Regions from separate parts of the Sus scrofa genome. Here region 2 is linked to region 1. The links are chromatin contacts, called in public Hi-C maps. All regions are on one chromosome and are shown on one strand. Each heading gives the region's core, a stretch centred on a gene start, on an enhancer-like site or on the middle of the called end of the contact. The rest is flanking DNA. Distances are from core to core; before and after follow the strand shown.

What was found. Hi-C and Micro-C count contacts between places; a contact is called where the count stands out from the background.
Region 2: a contact with region 1 is called in a Hi-C map of liver, with 3 times the contacts expected there. The contact joins the promoter of PRPF8 here to the promoter of INPP5K in region 1. A contact is called at or near these places in 2 of 47 Hi-C or Micro-C datasets (heart right ventricle and liver).

The regions. Positions count from the first base shown.
Region 1 is chr12:47,736,730-47,739,888 of Sscrofa11.1, forward strand. It overlaps INPP5K (inositol polyphosphate-5-phosphatase K), which reads right to left and starts at 1,617. Exons shown (of 12, transcript NM_001190292.1): 1 at 1,557-1,617. The coding sequence starts at 1,603. It overlaps PITPNA (phosphatidylinositol transfer protein alpha isoform), which reads right to left. Exons shown (of 13, transcript XR_001304419.2): 13 at 2,902-3,159.
Region 2 is chr12:47,893,723-47,896,881 of Sscrofa11.1, forward strand. PRPF8 (pre-mRNA-processing-splicing factor 8) reads right to left here and starts at 1,564. Exons shown (of 43, transcript XM_021067568.1): 1 at 1,419-1,564; 2 at 1,110-1,220; 3 at 528-696. The coding sequence starts at 1,209.

The DNA of each region.
Region 1 (3,159 bases), core at 367-2,866:
TAGGAGAGCTACCAGCGTGGCCCAAAAGTCAGGCGAGGGAAGGGGTGGCGATGGGGTGGAGAGTCCAGAGATTTATTAATTCCACCAGCCCTTCACACCTCAGCAGTCATCTATGGGTCAGTCAACTTCCAGCTCCCCACCCTTCAATCCATGGGTTCCGTCCACCACCAGAGAGATTCTGGAGGTTTCAATTTTCACCTTGTGAGATGGCTTAGGACTACAAGACAGAGGAATTTCAAAAATAACAGAGATAAAGACACCACATTTCCTTCCCACTCCTTCCTGGAGCATAACCAATTCTGCCAAGCATCTCAGAGAGCCTAAGAAGATTCCAAATAACAAGTTTCTCAACATCTCAAGAGTCTAGCCTCTTTTGGGAAACGTCATCAGCTGGATAACATTTTCCATGTTCATACAAACACTTGGGAAGCAACACATCGAATCAGAAGCTCTCAATAACACTGGATCCCATCTGAGGCTCCGGGGAAGGACAGACTCGCAAATCTCTTCATTTGAAGAGTTAAAGCAGCGCTCCCAGGAAGCCTCCAGACTGTGTGGAGTACAGGGCAGGCAGGGGCTACGAACCCTGCAGAGACCAATTAGAGCCACCAAGCCTCAGGTGACTCCTAGGCACATCACAAGGAGGCGAATCTCTAACAGCAGTCGACCCATCGTGGGGGGTGGGAGAGAAGGACAGAATGTCCCTAACATCTCTTCCCCACCAGACGCTGTTCTTCGAGGTCCATGTTCTAAAAAGCACAACTGCAAGAAATTCTTGGCCAGCGTACAGCAACTTCCTGCCCCTCCCTACGAACATCAACAAAACAATACAAAAACCACCTTCCCAGGCCCTCGGCCAGAGATTCTGTGCTTCGATTGTTTACGATCTCCCCCTGCTGTCCAACGGAGGAGGAAGGAAGGCAGCCCTTTCACTGCAAGGCTCCTTGTTCTTCCAGGGGCCTGCTCTAAGTGCATGGAGAGCCAAAGCCGGGATTTTTGGTTCCCACTTTTACGAAGGACGATTAGCAGCAAATCCTTGCATCGTGACCGGCTCTGAGCTGGTGATTAGCGTTGTTCCTCGTTAAAGAGCAAGCATGGGACCAGGCTATTATCACTTCACTAAAGGATGTTATCCAAATCTGATTTCGGATTTCAGGAGGTCACAACGGGATCAGGCAGACCCCATGATGTATGTGCTGATCCAAAGAATAAGATTTCTACTCCAAAGCTAAGGAGTGAATGCTTTGTTATGTTTTTAACTTCAAACAGCTCAACACTGCTGCCTCCTCAAGAAGCCAACTGGAACACCTACTTGGAGCCCCCAAGAGGGAACGAGCTTAGCAGCCTAAGTTTGGAGGGGGCGCGAGGTTCAAGCCCAACATAGCCCTCTCGTACCGACCTGGGAGAATGTGGGAGGCCTCTGAATTAGAAGCAGCCCTGTAGGTCTGGCCCCTTCTCTCCCAGTCTGGTTCTGCCCCAGATCCGCAGCCCCAACTGAGTCGGAGGCAGTGATTCCGCCCGGAGCAGGCGGGCCTGCCTGTAGCCGCCTTCCTCACCTGAGCGTCCTGCTTCTCGGTTCGGTCTGGGGGTTCGTGGCAGCCATCGTTCCCACGCGGTGCCCCGGCTGGTTCGCGTCTCCCAGCCTCAGCGGATCCTGGCTTGATCTGTCCCGATCGGGTAGCAGGTGCCGGTCAGCTCACTCGCTCGATTGTTTTTCTTCCGGATTCCGACCCTCCGCCTCGGCTTCCGTAAGAGGCGGGGCCTAGGCGCACGGAAGGCTCTGGGTGGCGCGGCCCGGGGGAAGAGGCGGGACTCTCCAACGAGCGCGAAACGGTGAAAGGCGGAGGGGAAAGGGGCCAAGGGGACGCGGGAACGCAAGGGGCGTGTCCTCCTGTCATCAGAACCCGACGCAACACTGCCCCGCCCGGCGGGGGCGGGGCGGCGATCCAGACACCGCCCCCGCGGCTCCCAGGGTGCCTCGCGTAAGGCCGGCCGGGAGGAGTCGTCTTCCGGCGGAAGTCGCTGCCACGCCCAAGCGAAGCTCTCCTGCGTGCCCAGGCTCACTGTTACTGAACGTGGTCTGGGGCCTCGGTCCTCATCGCTCCGTCCAGGTTCTCAATGCCCAGAGGGGCGAAGGGGCGCAACCCAGCCGTTGTCGGCCTATATAATCCAGTCCCCCACCCCCCCGCCCCCGTTACAGGTCATCTCTCCTCTTGATCACTGAGCGCCTCCATTCTCCACTCCCATGTTCAAGTGTTTCCAGCTTTTCAGACTCATGCAAACTATTACACATTGGACGTTTAGGGGCTCCTGAACTCCGAAAGTTACCCATCACTGAATGAAAACTAAGTCGCTGCCTCTGTTTTACGACCAAACGTGAATATTTACTGTGCCAAAGATTAACTATGATTTCCTTCAAATCACTGGTTCTTAACATTTGGGAGACGGAGGGGTGGGACAGTGCATGGGATTCCTTTGAAGACCTGGTGAGAGCCTGGTGTGACTGGTGTGACCTGGTGTGACTTTCCCCAGAAACATGCACACTTTTACAGACAAGCTTCATGAGATTCCCAGGCCCAAAAGCCAGGGTAAGGGCTCTCTTAAATAAATGTTTTGCTTGGTAGGATGGGAAAGGGGCGGAATGTGAAGAGGGAAGACAAAAGCGAAAAGGAAATATTGCCAGCAGAAAATGGTCAAGTTACATTCAGATATGGGATATCTGCATAAATAAAATAAGGGGATGTTTTAATTTACGGAAATAGACCTGCACAACTTTTCGGAGATATCCTGTACCTTTTCTAGTCCTTCCTTGGTAAAATGGGGGATGTCAGCCAGAGTTGGAGAATATCTAAATTGTAAAATGGACAGAAGGACATCACCAATAAGCTGGACTCCAGAAAGCTCTGTCTAGGATTTTATTAGACTGCTTTTTTCCCCCAATATATCTGTATTGGAAGATTGAGACAAAAAGGCACAAACTCACATGAAATAAACAAGGTAATCTAATCAGTTCTACAAAGTGTATTTTGTAAAAGAAGTAGCACTAGGAACCAACTAAAATAAGTCAGGGAGTCCCAGCAGGGACTTTAAGAGAATTTGGGAAGGTATACATGTGCCCACAATACTGACCCTGTCTCCAACCGCTCTCCATGAGAAGGC
Region 2 (3,159 bases), core at 314-2,813, 160 kb after region 1:
ACTAATTCAATCCCTAGCCGGGGAACTTCCATACACCACAGGTGCAGCCCTAAAATAAAAAAAGAAAAAGGAGTTCCCGTCGTGGCGCAGTGGTTAACGAATCCGACTAGGAACCAGGAGGTTGCGGGTTCGATCCCTGGCCTTGCTCAGTGGGTTAAGGATCCGGCATTGCCGTGAGCTGTGGTGTAGGTTGCAGACGCGGCTCGGATCCCGAGCTGCTGTGGCTGTGGCGTAGGCCAGCAGCTACAGCTCCGATTAGACCCCTAGCCTGGGAACTTCCATATGCCGCAAAAGCGGCCCAAGAAATGGCAAAAAGACCAAAAAAAAAAGAAAAGAAAAAAAACAAAAAAGGAGCATCACTAGAAGATCTCGTAATTCTAACAGAATCCTAGTGGTTTTCTCCCTTCTTTGATCAAGATGGGCTGTCGCTGAAGATTAAGGACCCAAAACGATAGAGCAGCTATCCAGGACTGCGATTTACGGGACAGGGCAGAGTCCAAATGAAATAACTTCAGGATGTTCCTTACCCCAGGTAGACCCTTTTGTCATGGCGAAACTTCCTGTTGGTCATGTCCCCATGGTCTCGAATGATCTTCCTAACATGTTCTGGAGGCATGTCTTCCTTCTGAGCATCCACAAATCCAAACTTCCGCTTTTCGGCATAGCGCTTGGCCTGCAACTGCTGCCATTTTCGAGCTACAAAAACACCTCAGTTTTAAGGACTGCACACCCTTAGCCTAATCACCCCCTACTTCTTGCCCTAGGCTAAGCGCCCACCAGGATGCATGACAAAAGGGTGGGCACCTAGCAGGAGCACTCCCTGCCAGCTCTCTTGACAACTCGCTCTGCTTAAACCCTTTAACGGCAGGGGTTTTGCCTGAAAAGCTATTGTATCCCCCTTGTTTGGATCAGTGCCTGCAAACAGTAGACACTTTTTTTTTTAACCGATAGTTTTAAAGACTTGAATAGATGAAAAAAAAAAATAAGGGCTAATAAGTGCACTAAGACCTAATGTTTTGACACACTTGCCAAAACCTGGAAGGGGTCAAACCACCACGCGCGCACGCGCACACCCGCCCCCAGGCGCCGCTCCCGCACACTTTCTTCACCTTTCTCCTGCAGCTTCTCCTCCGACATGTAGTCTGGCAGCGGAGCTAGAGGGCCGGGAACCGGGTTGCCCGGCCCTCGGTAAGGAAACACTCCGGCCATTCCCGGAGAATCTGGGGAAACGGCAGAAGAAAAAAATTAACGAGGAAGAGGGCCCAGGCCCACAGAAGGCGCAGCAGGAACACGTCAAGACCCTCGGCCTGCAGTCCCGCCTCGCTCAATGTGCGCCCAGCCGGGCTGGATCCTTCCGGCCGCTCAGCCGGACCCCCACCGCACCTCCCACGGCCCGGCCTTTAAAGCCCGCCACGCACCCCCACAGCCCCTCACACAGACAGCCGCTTTCCGCTCAGGGCAATGGCGGCAAGCCTACGTCCGCTCCGCGTTCCCACAGCCAGGAAGTGCGCAACCCAAGTTCAGCAGTTGATCCAATAGGCACCGGTGTGATCAGAAGGATTACCGAGCTCACCAATTAGAGATGCAAGTCGGGCCAGAGGGGCGGGTCCACGGACGGAAGTATTTGAACGCGAGGGGGTGTGCGCCATATAGGCGCAAGCCCCGCCTCCTGCGTTTCTGAAGCTGTTTCTGTGCCTTCTGCTGTAGGGCCGCAGGAAACGAAAGCTTCGGAAGATCGAATAAATTTGTCGAATTTTGTACATTATTCTGTGTCTAGTCTCATGTATGTAGACTTGAGGTTCAGCACTAGCTCTGAGTCAGGCAGTCTTTTGTTTATGCATTCGTTCATTCAACCATCATTTATTGAGTGCCCACTGTTGTGTTAGGAATTAAGAATAAGGGATGGGGAAGCCAAGCTCACAAGGTAGCTGGGAGGTAGAATTAGAACCCAGGCTCTCACAATCAGATGTGATGGGAATTCGGGGGCAGGGCTTTTTCTTCTTTTTTTTCTTTTTTTTTGTCTTTTTAGGGCCACGCCCACGGTATGATATATGGAGGTTCACCGGCTGGAGGTCGAATGGCAGCTGTAGCTGCTGGGCCTATGCCACAGCAGCGCGGGATCCGGCAACTCCGGATCCTTAACCCTGAGGGAGGCCAGGGGTGGAATCTGAGTCCTCATGGATGCTAGTCAGATGTGTTACCCACTGAGCCACTATGGGACCTCCTGTTATCTGTTTGTTTGTTTGTTTTTTAATTTTATGGCCATACCCACGTCATATGGAAGTTCCAGGGCCAGGAATTGAATCTGAACTACTGCTGCGCCCTATGCCATAGCTGACTTGTGCTGAGCAGAGGATGGAGCCCTGACCTCTGCAGCCACTGGAGCTGTTACAGATGAATTCTTAACCCCGTGCCCCTCCGTGTGACTTCCCGAGGCAGAGCGTTTAACTCTGCCTAAGATGTCAAGGAGGAGTTAGTTGATGAACCTACAGAAATAAAAGATGCTTTGGGGAACAACATTGCCAGGTGTACCCCACCTTCATTCCTATTTTCTCTCTCTGGCAATGGTTACGCTATAGACCATATAATGAATACACTATAAACGCTTCTTGACTCCCTGAGGCTCTTTCTCATCTTGCTGCCTGAATTGCCCTCCATCTCCTGCTTTCTTGGTTTCACCTCCCATCCCTCTTGCTCTATCTTTTTGATAACAACTTTGGTTTGTTTGTTTTGCCTTTTTTTTTCTTTTGAGGGCTGCACCTGCAGCATATGGAGGTTCCCAGGCTAGGGGTCAAATCGGAGCTGTAGCTGCCAGCCTATGCCACAGCCACAGCAATGCCAGATCCAAGCCACGTCTGCGATCTACACCACAGCTCACCGCAATGCCAGATCCTTAACCCACTGAGCAAGGCCAGGGATCGAACCCGAAACCTCATGGTTCCTAGTCAGATTCGTTTCCACTGTGCCATGACGGGAATTCCATTTTTTGATAACAACTTTGAATGGATAAATTTGTTTGAACTCACACCAAGTTTATTGTGGGGGATACCGAAAAATTGTAACCCATACGGCCTCTCCATCTAGTTGAGAATTTAGGACTCGAAGGAGAAAATGAGAAAAATGCAAAGAAGGGTCCAGGCAAATGCTGGCTGGTGGCGA